Regions from separate parts of the Mus musculus genome. Here all the other regions are linked to region 6. Evidence: chromatin contacts called from public HiChIP or PLAC-seq and promoter capture Hi-C data. All regions are on one chromosome and are shown on one strand. Each heading gives the region's core, a stretch centred on a gene start, on an enhancer-like site or on the middle of the called end of the contact. The rest is flanking DNA. Distances are from core to core; before and after follow the strand shown.

Region 1 (3,122 bases), core at 581-3,080, 2.4 Mb before region 6:
GAAACAGGGCCTCACTGTGTAGCCTGGTCATAAAACTCACTCTATAGACTAGGCTGGCTTAGAATTCATAGCGATCCATCTGTCTCTACCTCCTGTGCTGGGGTTAAAGGTGCACACCACTCAGGGAGACGGAAAGAGCAAATTGTGGCTTTCCCTCCTGTCTGTGGATACCCTCAAAGGAGCCCCTGTTATTCTGCCCCATCTAGCCCACCTCCAGTTACTAAGCTTTCCTGCTCTCTGCATACCCTCCCTCAAGAGCTTCACAGAATGACCCACCTAATTCTGAACTTGTGAATATTTATTGAGTACCTACTAAGTGCTGGACCATGTGTCAGACAGGAAGCTTTCGATTGACAGTCTTCACTCACCAAGTAGGTGCTTCAGTATGGCCTGGTTCTGGTCCCAGAGGCTGTTGAAGGTGTTCCAGCGAGAACGTCCATTGGGTAGAGGGTTTCTTCGAATCCAGCCTCCACAGGAGAACTGGTAAAAGTCCTGACAGGGGCTCACCCCACGGTCTAGAGACTCCAGGATTTTTCCAGCTACTCGAATGCAGGCTTCTGTGACGCAGGTGCTATGGGCTGGGTCTGTGGCAAGAGACATGGCAGAAGGCAGGAGACTATCAATCGGGGTGGAAGAAGCAAAACCTTTTGAGAAGCCGATGACAGCAGGAAGTTGGAAAGGCTAGCCCCAAAAAGAAAAATATTGAGAGGACTTTCAGGTTTTGGCCCCCCTTAGCTGTGAGGGCTGCCAACAGGTGTGAACCCACCTACCTCTGTGGACCCACAGAGCCACGAGGCAGCCCAAAAGAAGGGCAGCCAACACTAGAATGAGGCCTGCCAAGACCAGCTCCAACTGTGTGTGTGAACCAAACAGTTGTCTTGTCCTCTTCTGGAATCCCACCTGGGGAACACAGGACAGGCGCAATTGAGTTGCATCGCAAGGACCCAATATCGCAGAAGTCCTCCCAGAAAATAAAGATATGAAGAAGGTACAGCCAGTTTCCAGAGTGATGGAGCAAATAGCGAGTGGGGGTTAACTTCGGGCCCAAAAGCAAAGAGGCAGGTGGAGCCTGTTTTGTGCAACGTCATGGCTTTGAAATGCCTCACTACAGTCCTGGCGCAGAGGCCAGAGATGGAGTGGAAACCAGGACAAGCGACCCACTAGAACAGCCACATGGTTACTGCAGGCAGGCATCATGCCAAAGGTGAGGCCTGATGAGAAAAGGGGAACCCCTTTGCCCACCTCCAGTGAGTCCCGGGTGGCCCTGCCTTCAACTGTAATCTCTGGTGATTCTTCATCCCGAAGCTTAGCACGTTTGTACTCCACCATCTGCAAACAGTTCGGAGCACCAACTGAGGTTGGGCAGCTAGGCCTTCTGCCCAAGGCCCTGCTCGGGTGTCCCTCGCTGGACCGGCTTCCTCCTTTCATGCACAGAGGGACCTTCCCCGGGTGTCAGACTCTCAGACTAGGGTCCCCTCTGACACCATCCCTCTCCAACCCGCAGAAGAAGCGCCATCACCGAGGCAAGCCGGGGTCCCAGCCAGACGCTGCCAGTTCACTCACACCCGCCCCTCCACACTTTGTGCCCTCTCCACCCGGGTCCTCTCCCCTGGAGTCCAGGGCCATCACTCACACTGCCTCCGCCACCCAACTCGTGCAGCGCGACGTTCATGGTGGAGTGGAGCAAGGCCGGGCCGCGCCTTAGGGCTGGGCGAGGTTGACCCGCCCAGGAACTACGGCCCAGGCCACCCGCTGAACCCCGCCGCTGCCCTCCATCACAGTCACTGCTGCAGCCCCTGGCTTGGCCGCGGCGGCCCGGCTTTCTCAGGTCTCCCCGACCCAGCGGCGCGCCCGGGGGTGGGAGCGAGGGGGAGGGGCGGAGCGCGCGCGGCTCCCCGCCAGCATCCGCGCCCAGACCACGTTCCGCGCAACCGCTGCTCTCCATCAAGCCTGAGAGCCCCTCAGGCAAGCCACCCATAATTTGCTTCCATTTGGTTGAGGCCCAATCATTGCTAATTTTTTTTTTTAACCCGGACTTTCCAAATTTCAGGCCTTCAATACTTTTAAACACCATAGAGGAGTTATGTCCCAGAGAGGAACCCCTTTACCTAGCAGAATGTCTGCAGGGTCTTTTTTTTTTTTTTTTTTTTTTACAGCAGGAAACCACAGGCAGTTCACCTCTATACAGGTGTCCATAGGATATCTACAACAGCACAAGGCTCCAAGCACAAAGAAACTCTAAAGCAACTATTCTGAATTTTCACAATGTATATACAGAAAAGCCCACTGTCATTGGGGATACACACAAGCACATACCAAGTGTTACGGCAGCATGCACTATACACACAGCTCACACTAATGCCGCTCTTACACATTGCTTCAAGATGGCACTTTCACTCTCCAAGATAATTGCCGTCATCGGATCATCTCATAAAGGGAGGGTTACAGATGGTGACAAATTGGCAGGGAAAAAAACAGCCATGCACAGATATTTAAAGAAAAGACATGCTAACACTTCCAACTCAGGAAGGCAAGCGATTTTATTTGGGAGGTTTACAAGAGGGAAAAAAAAAATCACCAAGCAATATTTAACTGAAACGCAACAGTGTGGTATCCATGCATCACCATCTGCCTTCCATATTGTCATTCCTTAAACAGGCAGGCGAGTGTTACAGTCTGTTGCGCCAAGGAGTGCCTCATGTTTTTTACAGTGCTGCGGAGGGAACGGGGACACCAAAGCATTGCCTCCTCTTCCTCTCCCTAACCAGGAGAATACCAAACCGTGATCTGAGGCAGCCTTAAGTAGTGAGTGGCAATGGATACTCATTTATTGATTCACACCTAAGTTCTCAGACATCTTATTGCAAGTGGTGCTAGCGTGGGCTATTCTTGAGACTGAGAAACGATGCAAGATGAATGGATTTGGCTGAGAAGTGCTAGACTGCTTTCTTAGGAACTGTTCCATCCCCAAATTGCATGTTCTCAAACAAGACAGAGCACAGTGTCACTGTTAGGATGAACAATTCTGGGTTTAGACTCAGTTTCCCCATCTGTAAAATGGAAATAAGAGTAGTATTTAGGCAGTGGTGGCACACTCCTTTAATTCTAGCACTGGGGAGGCA
Region 2 (3,285 bases), core at 125-2,624, 2.4 Mb before region 6:
ATTATGGTTGGTTCCAATTGGCACAAGCGGCCTCCACCTGCCCCTTGACCTCAGGCCCATCCTCCGTCCCTCTCCTTCAGTACCTGACTGACAGGGCCTCCAGATTGGCGCCGATAGCCTCTGGCCAGGCCTGTGGGAAGGGGAACCTGGCGGGTGTTTCCTGGCCGGCTCTCCCTCCCTCCCCTCTCTTCCCCCAGCCGGGGCCATCCATGCCCAGCGACGCTCCGCGCAGCTGCGGCCCTGGCCCAAAGAAAAAGGTGTATATCTCCCTGGCAACCCATCACCATGCAACAGGGTCTCCCGGGATACGGCCTGGGATGCGCTGACGTCAGCACCGAAGGCGCTAGCAAGCCAGCCCGCTGGCACCACGCCGAGCAGAGCAGACCGGCGCGGGGGCGGCCTGCCGGATAGCGCCTCCGCTAGCAGGAAAAAAGAGCCCGAAGCAGGATGGTGAGGCAGGAACGGGGAGGGGTCACACGAACCCTCAATGTGAACGCCACCCCCACCCCCACCCCCCGCCGCCAAACATGCACAGAAAAGGCGCAGCACCTCTGGCAAGTCCTGGCTGTCCACGGAAGAAGGACGGGGGGACCGACTCCAGCCTCGGAGAGTTCGAGCAGATCCCAGGGAGGACAGAGAGAGACCTCGAGGGAGTTCGATCCACTCCACAGCCCAGGCAGGGTCCGAAGCCACTGAGGAGTCGGGAGGGAACGGTGTTCATCTGCATTCCCACTTCTACCAAGACTGCCATTTTCACCGTGCTGCCGTGTCATTTTTTATTACCCCTCCCCCATCTCGCAGACAATCTGAGTTCACGCACATAACTCTCCTGAAACCCCCTATCCCACAACTGACTGTGGCATCCCTAAGGACACCTTCCTCTACAACTATTTTGCCATCAGAACTTACGTTACTCATACCCAAATATGAGTAACCCCTGACCTCTCCGCCCGCATCTCAACCCTTGAAAAGTGCATGAAATTTGCCCACCAGCACTGGCCCCCTCTCACTCTCCTTCTCCCCAGGATTCTTTCCTCTCACCAATCTCAACTGGGCTATCACTCCCAACAAACCCATGATTTTTCTAAGTTTCACCCTTGTAAGTCATTACCTAATGGCCCCAACCCGAGTCTCTCCCTTTCAGTCTGCTTCCCAATATCTAAACCAGAGAGAGTTTCCTCTCCACACCTGGTGTTCCTTTTTGCTCAGTTTCCCATCGCTTCCCAGATCACATCCATGATCTCTGCTCTCACCTCTGCGACTTGTCTGACAAGTCCATCGTCCTCCAGGCCCTTCGCGCTGCCACAGAAACATTTTGCCCAGCACAGAAATCATAGGCATGCTGGCTGTGTTGATGCAGAGAGCCCAAAGCCTGAACTGCTTCAGGCCCAGCTCCCAGTTCTATTCTTGTTTTGGCTCCGGATGCTGAGCCAGTCCCCTCCCCACTTGGAACTTATGCCTAGTCACATAAGGAGAACACTCCTGTCTCATAGCTTTGAGGAAGTGGGAGTGCCAGGGACCTCGCCAAGTTCTCTGGCTTGTGGGGCTGAGGCTCATCTTAGCTTACACAGTGCCAACTGGCCACGTACATCACAACTAACCTTTTAGCTGGAGCAGACGTCTCTGTCCCTGGGCCTCAGCCAGTTGGTGGTCCCCAGAAATGCTACCAACCAGAAAGAAAACAGGTTACTGGCTATGCCAGACGCCTACCTGGTACTCAAGGCCAGTCCTGAGGTCAGTCACACTCTTCCCTGACTACAGGAGAGGATGACTTCCTGAACTCCGTGCAGACCAGGAGTCAGAGCGCCCTGCCACTTCTTCTTTTTTTTTTTTTTTCGAGACAGGGTTTCTCTGTGTAGCCCTGGCTGTCCTGGAACTCACTTTGTAGACCAGGCTGGCCTCAGAAATCCACCTGCCTCTGCCTCCAGAGTGCTGGGACTAAAGGCGTGCGCCACCACGCCCGGCTGCCTTGCCACTTCTTAAATTCATAACCCACGAGGTTATTTCTGGGACTACAAATCCCAGAATTTAAGGGAAGTCCACATTTCAGCCAGAGTTTACTTGTAAAAGACCTCAAACATCAACCATACTAATGCTTTGTGTGATTGACCACCTGCTTGGAGATCCCAGGACCCATTCCGAACTAATTCCTTGACACAGGAGGTAGGCTGGCTGACCTAGAGCTAAAGTGCTTCTCTCCTCACCCCACCGCCCCCGACCACATACATGTTTTCATGGAAAAGAAGGCCTGAGCAGGGCTCAGCGGCTATAGGAAGACCTGGACTTTTTCTGCTCGGAATAAGTGTGATTTGTTTTGTTTGTTTGTTTTGTTTTGTTTGGGGGGGGGGTAATAGGAATAAAATTATCTGTGAGCGTGAGAGGTTATCAATTTGCTCACAGATGCTCCACCTGGGGCTTCCGACCCTTTAATCAACCAGCTGGGAGACGCTCTGAGCAAGTGTTAGGCAAAAACTAGCGTTCGGTGGGGTACTTGGCCAGCATTTGCAAACTGACTCCTGAGGATGAGAGCACCCAGGTAGGAGAGGCAGGTTCACAGCAAAGAGCCACTCCTAAGACACTGAGATCAGAGAGGTAGGTGTAGGCAATGAAGTATGTATATACAAAAGGCTAGTTGCCTGGAGCCCGGGAAGGTGGGGGCCGCAGGTTGGCCTGCGGCTCCCAGGCTGTGCCCCCGCAGCCACTCTCAGCAGCAGGAATACAGGCAAAAGGCAGAAGGTGAGTACACCACGGAAAATCCCAGTAGCAGGCAGGCCACAGGAACAAGTCAGAGTCGGCTAGCCCCCTCGCCGTACGCTCCTCTGGCCCAACCCGCCTTCCTGACGCAGGCTCCTCCCTCTCCTTATACCAGCCCCCTCCTCACCGCCCCTACCACCCACGGCCCCACCTGGCAGCTATGTAGCCCGACTCCCTATCCATGCTCCGGCCTCCACCTCTTACCCTGACCGGCTGAGCGCCGAGAGCCAATACAGCCCATGGCAAGGCACCCAGGCACGCTAGCCCGCGCTCGGGACCCGGGCCATCGCCTTGCAGAGGGTCGGGCCGCGGTCACCACCAGGGAGGGGACAGCTTGTGAGAAGGGGAGGGGGTGGGAGCAGCGCGTCTGCTGCCGCTCCCGGGAGAGGGGAACAGGGCCGGTGACGTAAGCGCGGGGCCGTGCCCACCCAGAGCAGGCGGGGCAAGCCTACGTCACAGCCACTCAGTGACAGCCTGGGTCTCACAGCATCTCCAGTCCACTGCGGAGCGATACTGACAGAAGCCGGTAGA
Region 3 (3,039 bases), core at 290-2,789, 2.4 Mb after region 6:
ATTTGTACTGGTACACATTTTTAAATCTACACGTTGTCCCTAGATTGAGGAAAGTAGAGGCAACGAGGAATCAAGTTTCAGACTCCCAGCTCTCTTCCACCCCCTCACCCTTCGGCAACCACCTAAAAGTTAGGCCAACTGTTCTCCGCCCCAGGTCAGCCTACTCTGGGATCACACACATGAATTAGTCATGCTTTCCCGTGTTCCTTCCGCGGGCAATAGAGACCGCGAGGAAACGCGTCCATCTCCTTACCCCGTGTGGGCAACGCACCTGGTCGGGTGGCTCCCAGGTGCTTGCTTTTCCCTGGTGAAGTCTCAGTATGTTGTGTGCGGGAGAGAATGAACATAGGAAGCTGCAGCGATTTAAATGCTTCTTTATTCTTACAAATACTGTAAAAATGAATATAAAAAGCATGCGCAGTCTCTTCCTCTTATCTACAAAAGTCTGTCGGAAATGTCTTTTCTACAAATGTACCTTAGCTGCAATGGTAATAAGACGTAGAAAATGCTACCATTATAAAAAATAATTTAAGGGGAAAGATTAATATAGCTTCTCTCGCAGTCCAGTGCCCAAGCTGCAGCTTCCTGTCGCTCGCAGGTCCCAAAGAAACTAGCGATTCGGGCGGCGTCTGCTCCCCGCTGTCGGGGTCTGAGGTATAGGTCGTTCAGAGTCTCAAAGGCCCACGCCGCGCGTTACCGGCAGTCGGCGCCGGTGGGCGGCAGGAAAGGCGGGCTGGGCAGTTTTTTGAAGAACTGCCGGAGGCCAGCCAGGTCCCGGGTGAGCTGCTCCACGCGCTGATGCAGCTTCTCGTTCTCGGCCGACAACTCCACCAGCTTCTGCTGCATCTCCTGGTTGCGGCGCTTGGCCTTGTCGCGGCTCTTGCGCACAGCGATGTTGTTGCGCTCGCGCCGCTGCCGGTACTCCGGGCTGCCGCGGTCCGGACCCCTCTTGCCCGCGCCCTTTTCTCGGACTGTGCCGGGCGCGAGGCTCGGCCCCGGGCTGCCTCGAGGAGGCTCCGGCGAAGTGGGTGGAGTGGGCTGAGCCGCGGCCGCCAAGCTCACCACTGTCTGCGCGCACACCGCCACTTGCGCCGGCAGCAGGGAGCCCGGCGCGTCGCCGTCGCCCCAGTCGGGTTCGCGCTTGAGCGGCCCCCTAGCGACAGACCCCACACCCGGGGGTCGCGTAGGGCCGCCCTGCAGCAGCTCCAGGCCGCCCGCGCCGGCCGCTTTGTGGTTGCTGTTGAAGAGGTCGGCGAAGAGTTCGTCGTGGCACAGCTCTAGGGTGGGCACGGCGGCCATGGAGTCAATGTAGGCGCTGAAGTCGATGGCGCTCTCGTCGTCGTACATGGCAGGAGTCGTGGAGCCCAGCTCCCCCAGATCCCCTGGCTCGGGCCCTCGGCCGGGCTTGTCCACCCTGCCTGGCTCGTAGAAGGCCGCGGGTTCTGTGGGCCAGGGTGTGCCGCGCACCGGGCTGTCCAGGCTGAAAAGCGCGGCGCTCATGGCGGCGTCGGCCGGACCTGGCGTCCAAGTTGGGCTGTCACCTCGCCGGGCCGGACCGCCGCCTTTTCTAGCCCCAGCTGACGCGCACGCCCCGCCCCGGCCCCAGTGGGTCGGAGACCGGAGCGGGGAGGGACTGGGGTGCTGCTGGGAACGACCCGCCCTCTGCCCGCACTCCTTGCCTTCCCTCCTTCCTGTTTGTGCGGTTTGGACCTACTTAGCCGTCCAAGCCTGGAGCGAAATGAAAATCTGGATTTGGCCCCGACACGCGCAAAGCAGGACGCCTTCAGACATAGCAAAGGCGGAACAGGGATCAAGGCTCCGCAGCTCGAGTCCTGGCACCTCCGCCACGAGACCAGAACTAGTGAACCGTGGTTCGCGGACCCGGGCCTCAGCCTCCGGCGGTCCAGAGTGAGCGCAGCCAGTGGGAGCCTCCTGAAATTCGAACCCTCTCCAGCTACACCTCTCGGAGTGCCCAGGCCCAGCTGCCGTCGAGGTTAGGTTCAGCAACAGAGCCTGATAGACGGACAGATCAACCGGGCTCCCCGCTGACCACAAAGCCAACGGAAGAGTGATGGCCACCCTAACCGCGGTGCGTTTCTCCGCACCTGACAGCGGATCTTGGGTGCTCTGGCATTTCTTCTTGGTTATTAAAGCTGTGCCACCTGGTGGTAGCATAGCATCTTGCTGTTTCTTTTTCTTGCAAATTGTACCCAAAAGGGATATTATTCTGAAATTGTGGCTTGCTGAGAGAAAGCTAAGATTTACATCAGTACTCACAAAGAGGTGTTAAGTTGCCAGCTCTTCAAAATTCGTGAAAAGATGAAGAGAAATTTCAACCCCAGCTACTCAAACCTGATAGGCTAGGTGGGTAGTTGAACCCCAGGAGTTCAAGTGCCTGATGGCCTGTCTCAAGCAAAAGTCAAGAAAATCATCTGTCCAAATTCAGATGTGTCCCTCATATCCCTCCCCTAATTCATTCCGATTCACCAGGTGTTCTGACAACAAACATCAGCTGATTTACACAGAGCAGCCTAGCTCCTACCTTCAGTTCCTGAGGAAAATCCTAATGAGGGGCTGTGGAATATTTAATGGCTTTTTTTGGAAAAAAAAGGTAAACACAGCCTTGGAATTTCATAATGATCAGTGATGTTTATAAATGGCATATGATGTTGCTATTGTAACTAATTGCCTCTGGGGTTAAAGCCAGCGCACATGTGATATGCATGCACAGGAAAACCCTAGGAGACGTTCGTGGTTCTTAGCCCTGGATGCCATAGAAGCATGATTAGAGAACACGTGTTTATCCCTCAGAGAGACCACATTCCGAGGCTGTTTTCAGTGAGACAACATGCTTGTTTTGATACCTGGGTCCACTCACTACGTTTATGAAAAGTTGTGTTTACAAGACAGCGGGGCCAATTAGAATGTCTCAGAAGGACAGGCTACCGTGGCCACTATTGGGCCGCACCTGAAAGCTCTGTGTATTCAGAAACCCGCCAACCAGTGCGTACTTTTCAATTTTCCAGAAATGGAGAAAGG
Region 4 (3,028 bases), core at 346-2,845, 2.3 Mb before region 6:
ACACAAACACTTCTAAGAATTCATCGAATGCTGAGTTCCAGGGGTAGAAAATGACAAATAAGTCCGGCAGGAGACAGAAGGTGCTTGCCTCCTGGGGCTGGGAGGGCAGGCCTTGGGAGAGAAGCCAGACTAATGTACACAGGGGGCGGGGGGTTGGGGGTGGTGGTGGGATATCTCCCCTCACCCAGCTCTGGGGCCTCAGCTGCAAGCACAGTGCAGGCCTCAGGCAAGTGCATCAGAGGGACCTTCAGGCCTTGAAGGGCCCAGGGAGGGGTAGGGTGTTTGTGTGTGTGTGTGTTCTCCATAGCCTCTAGGCCGACCGTCCAGTTAATGTAGGCAAGCCTCAGCCCCTTGGAGAGGGGTGTGTGTGTGTGTGTGTGTGTGTGTGTGTGTGTGTGTCTTCCCCCTCCACCCCCCTCTCAGGCCAGCTGCTACAAAACCCTCAGGCTCCAACATTCCAACCTCTCTTAAAGGGGCAGTCCCAGCTTCCAAACTGCCCATCAAAAGCCCTGCAGCAGGGTAGGGAGGGGAAGACAAGAGAGAACATCAATAGGCCCTTCCTAGTCTTCCCATCCAGGCTCTGAAGCCCTATGCAACATCTCTGCTGGGACTACCATCAGGAAAGAAAAGGCCCCAGCACCTGGCTAGTGAGAACTCCTCTGAGTCAGGCAACACCCCATCGGCCCAGGGGAGAGGGGAATCTGCTTGACAAACATCAGGTCCATCATCCAGCCTGGTAGAACAGCCCCCAACGCCTCCTTCTCCAGTTCAAAGTCCCACCAGCTACAGCCCTAGATACAGCACACTCCAAATAAGGCTCTGAGTTGCAGAGCTCAGAAGACCGGGAAGGCAGGCCGGGTGTCAATATACTCCAACTTTATGCTTAAATGGTGGCACCTGGAAGGACTGAGAATTCTGGCTTTGGACTGGAGTGGAAAGGATGTATGTCTCTGGGGGGGGCCGCTGGACCGTGGGGAGGTGAGGGGGCTTGAATGGTAGGAACCGATTGCTTAGGGAGGGACGTCTCGCTGGACCAGGGGGGCAAGGCCTCCAAGAGGTGACTGGGAGTCCCTCAAAGTCAAGTGTGTCCCAAGTCACCGAGTCGCTCCCTTGCTGGAAGCGGGGCTAGAAACCAGTGCAGTCAGGGGAGTCGGAACTGGCTGTGTTGGCCCCTAGCAGCGGAGCGACCCGGGCTCCCGGGAGGCGGGGCGGGGGCCATCCTCACCCAAAATCGTCGTCCATAGACTTGAAGAAGAACTTATAGCTGGGCCGCTGCAGAACGCCCTTAAAGTCCGCCAAGGTGACGCGCTCGGCGGGCAGGGGCAGCTTCACCAGGTACGGCGTCTCCTGGCCGTCCAGGTGGTAGATGATCTTGGTCTCGCCCATGGCTCCGGCCTCGGCCCCGCGGCGCGCGGCCTGCTTGGGCAGCGGGGCCGGGCCTCTCCGGCAGAGCTCGGCGCTCGGCGCGGCCCGCTGCTCAGCCCCACTCAGCCGCCGGCCGGGCCGCCAGCTCCCTTGTTCTCCGGCCGCTCCCGGGTCCCAGCGCCGCCCGCCACCGCTTCCGCTCCCCACTCCCGGCGCTCCGCTGGCGATCGCGACTCTTCCGGTGGCCTGGGCCCTCCCGGCTCTGGGCCGAGCCCAGTGCGGCCCCGCCCCGCCTCCGAGCCGCGCTGGCTGCTTGCGGCCGACTGCCCGCCCACCCACAGGGCGGCGCTGGGTCCCCTGTGCTCCGGGTTCAGGCAGCTGGACCTGGAAGTCTCAGCCCGGTGGGACTGGCGGAACCGTGTGCAGGGTCCCGGGCAGGAGGGGAGGGATGGAAGAGAAGTGTCACCGACTGCAGAAGAGAATGGATTTGAAGACCTAACTGGATCCCTGGATGCCGGGTGGCTTCAACTCGGATTTTTGGATTCTGCTGACAGCACAGTTGCTGCCACCGGACCGTACTGAGTTCCTTGAGGGCTGAGCAAGTTCAAGTTTTTATCCCTATAATCTCAGCGTCTCTATGAACAAGTAGTTTGAGAAATGGACTGAGTGGGTGTGGTAGCGCTTACCTTTAATTCCAGCACTCAGGAGAGAGAGGCAGGTGTCTTTCAGTGAGTTTAAGCCAGCCTGGCCTACAGAGAGCTTCAGGACAGCAGGACTATGGAGGGAACTCCTCTCTTAGAGAGAGGGAGAAATACAGAGAAGAAAAAGAAAGAAAGAAAGAAAGGAAAAGAAGAGGAAAAAAAGGACAAAAGAAAGAGAAAAGAAAAAATTTGAGTTAAGAAAGAATGCAAGCAGCCAGGTGTGGTGGAACATTACTTTAGTCCAAACACTGGATAGGTAGGCAAATCTCTGAGTTGGAGGCCAGCCAGTCTACAGAGCAAGTTCCAGAACAGCCAGGGCTAAACAGAGAAACCCTGTATGATTGGGACAGTAGATGTCAAAACTACCTATAGTCAGTTGGTGGTTCAGCTTCTCAGCTGTAACAATGTATGTCAGGTGTGGCTTTGAAACTCCTGACAATTCTCCTGCCTCAAGCTTCTGAGTTCTCTCTCTGATTACATGCCTGCATTTCAGTCACCTCTTCTGCCCAGAAACCTCTTCACATTACCCAATATGACTTTCATATACCCTCAACATGACACACAAGGCCCTTAATAATCTGACATCTATATACCTCTCTAGACTTTTTCTCATTACATCATAACCAATTTTTTTATTATAAGCAGAAAGCATTCAGTAGCAGTTACATGTTTTCAGTTTATATCCTTCATTTAATCTTTTTCTCCAAATAATGTCTGTGCATAAATAAAATGCATTAAAACTTTTCAAGGTTTGTTTTTACCCCCTGCACAGATTATAGGTATCTGAGATGACCAGGAGAGGGTGTCAGTCTCTTGGAATTAGAGTCACAGGAGCTGGAGAGAGAACTAAGTGGTTAAGACCTCTTCCAGAGGTCCTGAGTTCAATTCCCAGCAACCACATGGTGGCTAACAACCATCTGTAATGGGATCTAATGCCCTCTTCTGGTATGTCTGAAGACAGT
Region 5 (3,049 bases), core at 284-2,783, 2.5 Mb before region 6:
GATCTATAGCCTACAGGCTCCTCTTTATTGCCCCCTTTACTACTCCTAGTCCTTGCCCTTTTCCCGGTCTCACCGCTGGTAGGAGACAGAGAAGCGTAAACTTGAGCGCAGCAAAGAGACTCGAGCACGAGCTACCGCCTGCGACCTCGGTCCTGTCAGCAGCGCCACAAAGTCTTCGAGAAGAGAAGATGGCCTGAGCACTGTCAAGCCTTGCCGCGGGACTCAAACTTCATCAGGCCCACCTCCACCCCAGCCTACCTGTGTGGCCATCAGCACGGGTCCGCTCCCCAACGCCGGGTTCCCCTCGATCACTGTAACTGCGATGCTCTGGATCCCTTGGATACTCGAAGACCAGGCCAGCGGGCTGTGGATCTAGATTGCTGCGCTCTGCATCCGGGGTAAGGAATAAGACGGCTGGCTTCAGAAAGGTACCAGGAGGACCAGTCCTCCTCCGCGATGCAAGTCGTACAGGACCTAGTGTAGAGCCTTCCACCCTCCTAACTCCGGGCACAGCGGGCCTCACCCTGCGGGCAGGTCTGGCAGCAGTGTCCTGGCAGCTGGCGCGGCTGCCTGCAGGCCAGGGTGGGGCACTGAGGTTTGATGTTCTTGCAGCTGACCCTGCCAGGACCCCTCCCACGGCGAGCCCACTGAGGCTGATGGCAGAGAACATAGGAAAATTAAGGGAATGAAACCATCAGACCCCAGGGCTGCAGACAGTCAATTCTGCTATTTACAAGTTACATGGCCCGTCCAAAGTTTCTTAACTTCTCTGAGCCTCGGCGTCCCTGTCTGCAAAGTAGAACTAATAATGTCATTTATCTAGCAATACTGTAACGGGAGGGGGGAAGTTGGCTAAAAGCCAGTCACATTGTGGGCGATCAATAACTGTCAACACCGCAGACTTGAAAGCGGTTTCCTCCGATTTGCGGACCAGCCTTCCCCTGAGCATCTCCGAGTCTACTACTTAGGACACCAGCGTTCCGCTACCCTCTAGAGTAGGGCAGGCAGCTGCGTTATCCACTCACCGCTTCACAGGCGCACAGCACGCAGCGCATCACCCCAAAAGGCTCCCCCAGGTCCGGGTGCCACGTCTCGTCCAAGGCATAGACCTTCCCGCCGAAGGAGCAGCCTGCGGGGACGGGCTTGGCTGGCGGCCGCTGTCCGGTTGCTCGTGCCGTAATGCCTGCTCCGGGCTCTGCCCGCCAGGCCCATGGTCCCTTGGCACCGTGCACCTCGCCGCCTCTGCTTTCCCCTCCCACCCTCCCGCTGCGCGAAGCCACCTGCGCCCGGGGCCCTCTCCCTGTGGATGTAGACTTGCCAGGAGTCAGACTCCCCTCCCGCACCTCCCCCTGGAGCCCACCTACCTGCCGCTCCCCGGACAGGCAGCGGCTCCTTCTCGGAACGGATGGGCAGTGCTGGGGGCTCAGGGCCAGTGCCACTGGCCGGCCGCGAGCCGAGCAGCAGCAGCCCGAGGAGCAGCCGCGGGGCCGGCGGGGCCGGGAGGCTCGGCATGACGCGGAGCAGACAGCTGGGGAGGCGGGCGGGAGGAGGGAGCAGGAGAGGGAGTAGGGCCGGACCGGAGGCGGGCCGGCAGGAGGGGGCCGGGGCCAGGAGGGGGGCAGTGGCGAGGGGCTCGTCTCACAGTCGCCTGGTCGGCTCCCGGCCGGGCGGGGCGGGAGAGAGCGGGCGGAGGGGCGCTGACCCGGGCCGTACTCCACTTTAGTGCCCTAGGCGCCGGCTCTGGCCCGTTTTATGCCCGCGCCAGGCGTCCGGGCCCGGGGCCTCCTCTTCAGCAAACGGGGCGCGGCGGCGGCTCCACAAGGAGCCCGGCTGAGCCCGGGGGGTCCGGCCCAGCAGCAGCGGCCGGATCGCGAGTGGGGGAGGGGGACAGGCTGGGACCCGGCAGGGGAGGAGGGAGGGACTGGAGGAGGGGGGAGCGGAGTGGGTAGGGGGAAGGGAGGAACTAGGGGGCGCAAAGAGGGAGAGGAGAGGCGGGCCTCGACACCCCCACACACGCTCCTTGCGACCACCCCTGGAGGTGGTGTCCACCCCAAGACCAGAGGCTCAGGCTAGTGAAGGGCAGAGGCTGAGCCTCGGGCCTGTGGCACTCTTGAACGAGATGGGCCGCTGGAGGATGAGGACTTGTCTTTGAAAATGACACCGATCCACCCCTACCTAGGACCCACAGCACCCCCTTCCTTTCACTCTGGCTGTATTCCTATTTCCCTTCTAAGGTCTCTCCTCTTTCTTCACTTCCCAGGGACAGGAACCTAGCCTGTGCTTCCCAGAATCAAGCAGTGCTTCCCTGAGTGGAGTCATAATTCACCAGCACCCCAACCTGCTCTCAAGTCCATCCAACTACCACCTCTGGCTCTCTCATGCTTTTCCTTCATCCAAGAGATGACCCTCTTCCTCTCCAGCTCAGTCCCCACCTCCTTTGTCCTGCTTTTCTAGACAAGCCTCCCCATCCTACACACACACACACACACACACACACACACACACACACACACACACGCGCGCGCGCGCGCGCGCGCGCGCGCACCGTTCTTCCCACTATCCCAGCACTAGGCTTCCTAATCTTAGAAGGCATCTCTTATTCAACTGGAGAATTCCGGGATCCAGGCCATACGCCTCAGTAGATAGCCCATCCTCTCTGAGGCGCAGAGAAAGCCTGAGGAAGACAAGGGAGAGAGGACAGGGTCAGGCCACAAGGTCCCTGAGGACAGAGACTGTGGGGAGACAGGGACTGGGGAGAAAGCACAGGAGCTAGAGCCAGGGCCAAAGGAAGAGAGGAGCCAGCAAAGAGGTATTTGTGGGGGAGGCTCGGCAGCTGTCCTTCCTAAGACAGGGACAGATGGGCCTGGTTATTTCTCTTGTCACATGTATAGTGGTAGGACTAGAAGAGGATCATTGAGCAATCAAGGGCAGGCTTGCCCACAGAGCTGAGGGGGTTTAGCGCTCCAGGTCCCTGTACCCCTAGTAGAAAGACTGAGCCCAGTCAATCTGTCTGTCTGTCTGTTTGTCTGTCTGTCTGTCTGTTTTAAAT
Region 6 (3,280 bases), core at 84-2,583:
TGTAAATGTGTTTTCTGATGGTCTTAGGCAACCCCTCTGAAAGTCTGGTGACCCACTGGTTCCCACCAATGGTACAGAACCATTGACATAAACTCTGTGTGTATCTTGAATTGCTTACATGGCTAATGGACCAGGCCAAGAGCAAAACCCAGCTCTGCTTGGGATGTCAGCACCACACTCACTTGGCCAGTTTCTGTAGCACCCGCTCACATTCCAGTCGCTTCTGCTCCAGCTGCTCAGTGTAGGGCACTGTCCACAGAGGGGTCACCACATCGGCAATTTGTGTTACTGATGGCTCACTATCACCTTCTTGCCGCCTCTTCCTAGCCATGGGGTCAGCCTTGGGTCGGGCCAGGCGTACGCTGAGCGGACAGCCTTTCCAGAGAGCACCGTGCAGCACTCGCAAGGCCTTGTCTCGTTCAGCAGCGCTTCGGAATGTTACAAAGGCACATGGTGGCTGTCCAAAGAGTTTGATTTTGTGGGACTGTAGACCAAAACGGCCTAGAAAACGCCGGACGTCACTGAAGCTGGCGTGGCGAGGTACATTTTGGAGCTCCAGTTTAAAGATTTCTGATGTGAACAAGTCATCCCTTATGTAGCTGTAGAGCCCAGGCTGCGTTCCAGGCCCTGCAGCTGGCCCAGGCCCTGCTTCCTCTTTTTGACATAGTGGGGCCGCAGAGCTGGGTACAGCACTGGCATCCTGGCCGCAGTCCTCCATGGGCTCCGGAACCTACGTGGGAACAGACGGGCCTGGCTGAAGGCTCTAATTGGTATGACTCGCTCCCCCAAACCGCTGACAGATCTCCATTAGTGCACACTCCACGAAGCCCTGGAGAAACCCGTTCTTTTACTCTCGAGACCCAATTCTCCCCCATCCTATCTTTGATCCGACAGTAATGACTGCTGCCCCAACCCACCTCCGCCCACCCCGTCCACATCTCCTGCACGTCTCCCTTTGCTTTACTTCCGCGGCCGGCTCACTCATCTCCTGGCTCGTCTGTTGCCCGGACCAGGGTGCTCACGAGGACCACCGGCTCGGCCTCCCACCCAACAAGGGCGCAGATACGAGGTACGCCGCCGTGAAGGTAGACCGCAGCTCCACACAGGGACTCAAAACTCGGGTGCTCAGAGCTGGGACTGAGGTTTGCGGATGCACTGTCCCCAAGGGCCACACGCTGCGCCTGCCTTCGGCTGGCCAGCGCACACTAGCTGCGTCTCCTCTCTCTAAGGGCTTGGTTCCGATGACGTCACCGCCGCGCGCCGAGTCCCGACTGATCCTTCCAGCAGCCGCTCACGCCAGCGTCGGAGGCACTCAGCCTGCAGGCGGAAGTGCGCGCGTGGGTCGCCGGGAGAGCGCGCTCCCCGGGCTGAGGCGCGGCCGGGCATGCGCCGCGGGCGTTTTGGCGGGAAGCGCGGGGCGGGCCGGACAATGAATGTCCGCTGTCGGAGCCAATAAAGCTACACTGGTTTTGAATCACTGCGCGTTTCCCGCCGCTGGGGTCAGGGGTCAGGGTTCGGGTCGGGGGGCGGAGGGAAGAGCGGACGGGCGGGAGCGCCGGCGCCAGACGCGGAGGAAAGGAGCTGCGACTAGCCGCCCAGAGGCCGCCGAGCCAGCGACGCCTGAGCTAGTCGAGCCACCGTCGCCGCGCCCCCATGGCGGCCGCCAAGGTACAGCGAGGCCCGGGTGGGGCAGGGCAGCCGGAGAGGCAAGGGCCGCTATGGGCGGCCACGTGGGCGGCCCGCGCCTCGGCCTCCAACCCTCGCTGGCTTGCGGGTTCGGGGCCTGTCGAGGCGCCTGGGCCTGGGGTGCTCGAGGTCTTTGGGGGTCCGCGAGTGGGAGCTGCTGGCCAAGACTCCGATCTCGGGGTCTACAGGGCGGCGCGTGACCTTGTGGTCTGCGGATGAACAGCCATGCCCAAACTGGGCTCCCGGCTTCACCTGGGGACCTGGAGGTGGCCGATCTCCTCCGTCGTGGCCCACTTGTGATCTTCCCATTAGGGGCGGCAATCCTCCTTCCAGTTGCACGCAGACCCCTTCATTCATTAGGACATTGCGCCTTCGGTGGGGAAAGCTCGCGTCCCAGCGCAGGGTACAGATATTAGACGCGCGGACTCTGGGCGGGGGCGGCTTTGTTGGTGGCTCGTGTGTCGGCCGCAGCTTAGCCGCAGTGCTGAGAAACCGAACGAAAGGTTTCTGTTTCTTTATCCTGTTGAGTTAGGTAGTGAGTCTGGGATTTCTCTATATTATCAAAGCACGTGATCTTGTCAGATTTAAACATGCATGTCCTTGTAATTCTCCAAGTTGAGTCAGAATCTTAGAGCTTATTTGTCATACTTTTCCTAGCTTCTTTCGGCTTAAAATTTCAAGCTTGGGTATTATTGCTGGAGGGATTGTAAACTAACAAGTGCTTGGATAACCCTCAGTAAAAACTGTTACGGCTGCTCTTCCTTTTGAGTATATCATGTTCTTTTTCATGGTGGGTATTTTTTTTTTTAACAGAAGAGGAAGTTTCTCCCAAGCTACTTTGCCAAGGACTTGGGTGTGTGTAACCCATTGATGTTTGAGTGTGTAGGAGTGTCAAAATACACAGTCTTGTTTCATGATATCCTGTGATTTTTTTTTTTTTTTTTGTGATGCTGGTTGTAAATACAATCAGATGATGTGAAAGATAAAACCAAAGGCTTAATTTCCAATTTGGGGAGGCATTTTCCAGATGCCATTTGTGATTGATGATGCCCATTGTGGACCGAGTCCACCAGCCAGCAACATCACTCTACCTTCTCTACACAGGACAGTCACGAGGACCATGATACTTCCACAGAGAATGCAGATGAGTCCAACCACGACCCCCAGTTCGAGCCAATAGTTTCTCTTCCCGAGCAAGAAATTAAAACGCTGGAGGAAGATGAAGAGGAACTTTTTAAGATGTAAGTCTGTTAAGGGGTCCTGGAAGTATCTTTAGATAGGCTGACTGAGACAGAGAGAAAAAAGAGTGGACAGGAAGCAGGTCTCTGCAGGCTATTTCTTTCACATTTTGCAGTACCCAGCAACCATAGTTGGACCACTTATGTTTACCTCTTCAATTTCTAGAGGAGCCAGCCAAGCTAGGAATTCTGTCCCTTGTATTGTTTCTCTTTCAGGTATAAGCCTTAGTGATATGTTCTGGCATAGCCTCTTTGTGATTTCTATCTGGAACTGCACAGAAGAATTCTAGGGTGGCTGGGCACACTGATTTCTGTGAATTTCATGGCTTGGACCCAGCTTGATAAAGGCTGTTTTA
Region 7 (2,971 bases), core at 354-2,853, 2.2 Mb before region 6:
CTCACAGGAGCTCAGAACAGATTCAGTGTTCTCCTCCTCACATCAACTCTATCCTGGAAGAACTGAAAAAAGACGGAGAATCCTGGAAAGGAAAAATTATGAAGCCTTACTGTAAGTGTTCTTTGATCTGAGCAGCTTTCCAGCAGCAAAAGACAAATGTTTCCTGTACACCCGTGGCAGTCAGGAACTCCAGAGTATAGTCAATTAGCGCAACGTTGGCCAGGGGCAAGAGGACCTATAGGGCAGGAAAGAAAAAGTCTGAGATCTTCAAGTCAGGATTATACTTTGGTATACTTTGGTTTGCAGACACTATAATCGACTTTATCCTTTTATTCTAAAGCAAACAGGCTCTAAGGGTCAGTCTAAGGCTCTGGAATTTGAGCCTAGTAGGCATGGTATCAGACACAAACATGTTCTAGGAGCCCAGTGCTGGCATTAAGGACAAATGTTGGCCCTAAGTCATAGCTCTAGAACTCTAAGCACTAAGGTCTTCTTCATAGAATTTCCTTCTATTGTTCTATTGCCACTAAGAGTCACAGAAATCATTCAAACACTTGTCAAAAATGAACAGTCGTTAGCCTTAGGAATTCTTTTTTTTTTTTTTTTTTTTTTGTGGTTTTTTGAGACAGGGTTTCTCTGTATAGTCCTGGCTGTCCTGGACCTCACTTTGTAGACCAGGCTGGCCTCGAACTCAGAAATCCGCCTGCCTCTGCCTCCCGAGTGCTGGGATTAAAGGCGTGCGCCACCACGCCCGGCTATTAGGAATTCTTAAGTCAAAGGCAAATCCCTATTTGAATGAACTATGGATTGCTGAGCGACCCAGTAGTCTGCAAGCGCAATGCCTATTTCCTATGTCTAGGTAATTCCTAGACTGATGGCAACCCACTGGGGTCCCCTTTCAGCAGATGGGAGGAAAACAGCCTGCTGAGAGCTAGCCTTTTTTCCTTTAGGAATATATTACCATTGCCTTTATCTAAAGCAATTTCTTTAAATTGCCCATGTCCTGCAAGGTTAAAGACAGTGGAGGCCCCTCTTGTGCTACTAAATCCCCCGGGGAAGCCTTCTTTCAAGCATTGATTCTACACACAGCCCTCTCCATCCTTCCCAAGGCTGGGTGTATAGCCCTGCGAGAATCCATGTGTGCTAGTTACTCATCTGATCGGACAGCCTCCGAGGTTTCAGTCGGTCTCTCCACCTTTTCCTAACCAGATAAGCTCAACTTGAGGGTAACTTCCAGAGCACGCTTCACTAACCAGCTGCAGTGGCAACCTGCGGCCCCGCTACCCTCGAGGCCGGCAGACTGCTCGCGAGCCGGGTGCTCACCCGAGGCTGGTCCTTGGAGATGGGGAAGAAGCGGCGGTTGAAGCTATCGGCCACTAGAACTGCCTGGAGGGGCGGCGGCGGCTCCTCCTCCGCACCTTGGGTTCCCCCGCCGCCCGAGCCGCCGCCGCCGCGTTTGCTCGCTCGGCCGGCCGCAGCGCCAGGCACCGCCGCAGTGGCTGCCATCTTGCTTCGCAGCCAGCACGTCCGCCGGGAAGTCACACGGCACGCAGTAGGGGACAAAAAGGACTCACAGTCAAAACGCGAAGGTGTAGTTGCAGGGAGAGAAAGAGGAAGGAATGCGCATGTGTGTACCAGCAGACCCCACCCACCCCGTGCAAGACCAGGGCGTGGCTGACCGCAGTAGGTGCTACTGGGAGGTGTATGCACCCCAGAGGGGTGAGATCCCACCGTTGTCTACTTAGTCAGTGAGTGCTGTTGGATTGGACAAGCTAAGAAGGCAGCGAGCTGGATAGGCTTGTGATCGCTGGGCAGGAGCCTACAGCTCCTCTGCCCAGAGTAGGATAAAATTTGTAGTTCTCAGGGATTGGAGAGATCACTCAACAGTTAAGAGCACTTACTGCTCTTGCAGAGGATCCACGTTCTGCGCCTGGCGCTCACGTGGTAGCAAGCAACTATTCACAATTGCAATTCCAGGGTGTCCGACACACTTTCGACCGGGCACTGGATGCCTGTGGAAAACACTCATCCACATAAATCTAAATATAAAATGAAGCTCCCCACTTGCAGTCTAGTAATCTAAGGGGATCTGGCATCTTTGGGAGGGAAACCACGATCTGCACAAATACTGGACATGGAGGCAGGCTGTAGATTTTTACTGAACACACACCTATTATGGGTGCTCCCTCCCCCCTTGCCAGAAATACGACCTAGAGCGACAGGCATTTCTTAAACCCTCAAATCGGAACCAAGGGAGCACGCCCAACTAGTGAGTGGAAAAACTGCTGCTGGAGCTCATCTGACTCCCATGGTTCTGAAAGAGTAGTAAACTCAGTGCTCCAAGGTATGCTAATCATAAAACAGATAGCGACATTCCTCCACCCACCGGCTTCCTGGGTTCAAAGAGTGTTAATTCAAAGAAAGTCACCCTGACCCACTCTGACCATTGCTGGAACCTGCAATGCAAATGTGCTATCGTTAGGGGCTCTTAGAAACTGTCTTGAGAGTTAACAATTACCAGGTATTCCTTGTGACACCTGTGACTCTGTACTTCCTTGTGACTCTTAACTGGTATTTTTGGTATTTTCCAACAACGCCCTTCCCACCTCCTTGAGTTGTGGTTCCTTCCTTTAAATACCCCCTTATCCAGCTACTCGGGGCGCCACAGTCCTCTACCCCTGCGTGGTGTATGACCGTGGGCCCGAGAGCGCTCTTGAATAAAAATCCTCTTGCAATTTGCAGCAAGACCGTTTCTCGTTGGTGATTTTGGGGTGTCGCCTCTCCTGAGTCAGAACGTGGGGGAGTCCTCACGTTGTGGGTCTTTCAGTTCCACAAGCGTTATCCCAGATGAGGCTGGATCTAAGAGCAGGAGTAAACTGGGTAGGACTGGGGCGTAGTAGCAAGCTTTTCAGGCTAGACTGAAGTGGAGCAGCAGGTTTTGGTAAAAGAAGCCGTGGCCGCAGTTTATAAA

What was found. Promoter capture Hi-C pulls out the DNA fragments that hold promoters and counts their contacts. HiChIP or PLAC-seq counts read pairs in DNA pulled down with a chosen protein or histone mark. Capture Hi-C pulls out chosen DNA fragments and counts their contacts.
Region 1: a promoter capture Hi-C map of liver shows a contact between it and region 6, with 8 times the contacts expected there. The contact joins the promoter of Ece2 here to the promoter of Trmt2a in region 6. A contact is called at or near these places in 7 of 39 promoter capture datasets (cranial neural crest, hippocampal neurons, liver and 3 more), 1 of 115 datasets of contacts at active chromatin or transcription factors (embryonic forebrain) and 2 of 9 other capture datasets (adipose tissue and liver).
Region 2: a contact with region 6 is called in an H3K27ac HiChIP or PLAC-seq map of extraembryonic endoderm stem cells, with 16 times the contacts expected there. The contact joins the promoter of Fam131a here to the promoter of Trmt2a in region 6. A contact is called at or near these places in 7 of 39 promoter capture datasets (the C10 cell line, cranial neural crest, frontonasal cranial neural crest and 4 more), 1 of 484 Hi-C or Micro-C datasets (embryonic stem cells), 6 of 115 datasets of contacts at active chromatin or transcription factors (differentiating embryonic stem cells, embryonic forebrain, embryonic stem cells and 3 more) and 1 of 9 other capture datasets (liver).
Region 3: a contact with region 6 is called in a promoter capture Hi-C map of adipose tissue, with 2.4 times the contacts expected there. The contact joins the promoter of Cebpd here to the promoter of Trmt2a in region 6. A contact is called at or near these places in 1 of 39 promoter capture datasets (liver) and 2 of 9 other capture datasets (adipose tissue and liver).
Region 4: an H3K4me3 HiChIP or PLAC-seq map of pro-B cells shows a contact between it and region 6, with 6 times the contacts expected there. The contact joins the promoter of Dvl3 here to the promoter of Trmt2a in region 6. A contact is called at or near these places in 6 of 39 promoter capture datasets (the C10 cell line, cranial neural crest, frontonasal cranial neural crest and 3 more), 4 of 115 datasets of contacts at active chromatin or transcription factors (astrocytes, embryonic hindbrain, large pre-B cells and 1 more) and 2 of 9 other capture datasets (adipose tissue and liver).
Region 5: a promoter capture Hi-C map of hippocampal neurons shows a contact between it and region 6, with 7 times the contacts expected there. The contact joins the promoter of Chrd here to the promoter of Trmt2a in region 6. A contact is called at or near these places in 2 of 39 promoter capture datasets (hippocampal neurons and liver) and 2 of 9 other capture datasets (adipose tissue and liver).
Region 7: a promoter capture Hi-C map of pre-B cells shows a contact between it and region 6, with 13 times the contacts expected there. The contact joins the promoter of Eif2b5 here to the promoter of Trmt2a in region 6. A contact is called at or near these places in 4 of 39 promoter capture datasets (the C10 cell line, hippocampal neurons, liver and 1 more), 2 of 115 datasets of contacts at active chromatin or transcription factors (astrocytes and large pre-B cells) and 2 of 9 other capture datasets (adipose tissue and liver).

The regions. Positions count from the first base shown.
Region 1 is chr16:20,628,559-20,631,680 of GRCm38.p6, reverse strand. It overlaps Ece2 (endothelin converting enzyme 2), which reads right to left and starts at 1,830. Exons shown (of 19, transcript NM_139293.2): 1 at 1,634-1,830; 2 at 1,243-1,329; 3 at 771-900; 4 at 369-584. The coding sequence starts at 1,672. It overlaps Eef1akmt4-ece2 (Eef1akmt4-Ece2 readthrough), which reads right to left. Exons shown (of 20, transcript NM_177941.1): 3 at 1,243-1,329; 4 at 771-900; 5 at 369-584.
Region 2 is chr16:20,693,146-20,696,430 of GRCm38.p6, reverse strand. It overlaps Fam131a (family with sequence similarity 131, member A), which reads right to left and starts at 1,374. Exons shown (of 6, transcript NM_133778.2): 1 at 1,254-1,374; 2 at 550-692. The coding sequence starts at 1,341.
Region 3 is chr16:15,885,786-15,888,824 of GRCm38.p6, reverse strand. Cebpd (CCAAT/enhancer binding protein (C/EBP), delta) reads right to left here and starts at 1,539. Exons shown (of 1, transcript NM_007679.4): 1 at 1-1,539. The coding sequence starts at 1,500. The coding sequence ends at 694.
Region 4 is chr16:20,515,553-20,518,580 of GRCm38.p6, reverse strand. It overlaps Dvl3 (dishevelled segment polarity protein 3), which reads right to left and starts at 1,595. Exons shown (of 15, transcript NM_007889.3): 1 at 1,226-1,595. The coding sequence starts at 1,386. Gm16618 (predicted gene, 16618) reads left to right here and starts at 801. Exons shown (of 3, transcript NR_167658.1): 1 at 801-942.
Region 5 is chr16:20,731,611-20,734,659 of GRCm38.p6, reverse strand. Chrd (chordin) reads right to left here and starts at 1,533. Exons shown (of 23, transcript NM_009893.2): 1 at 1,365-1,533; 2 at 1,026-1,129; 3 at 524-653; 4 at 259-387; 5 at 74-173. The coding sequence starts at 1,512. It also overlaps a transcript of Thpo not described here.
Region 6 is chr16:18,246,936-18,250,215 of GRCm38.p6, reverse strand. It overlaps Trmt2a (TRM2 tRNA methyltransferase 2A), which reads right to left and starts at 1,333. Exons shown (of 12, transcript NM_001080999.2): 1 at 965-1,333; 2 at 183-730. The coding sequence starts at 985. Ranbp1 (RAN binding protein 1) reads left to right here and starts at 1,522. Exons shown (of 6, transcript NM_011239.2): 1 at 1,522-1,668; 2 at 2,791-2,927. The coding sequence starts at 1,654.
Region 7 is chr16:20,497,449-20,500,419 of GRCm38.p6, reverse strand. Eif2b5 (eukaryotic translation initiation factor 2B, subunit 5 epsilon) reads right to left here and starts at 1,603. Exons shown (of 16, transcript NM_172265.2): 1 at 1,324-1,603; 2 at 111-235. The coding sequence starts at 1,506.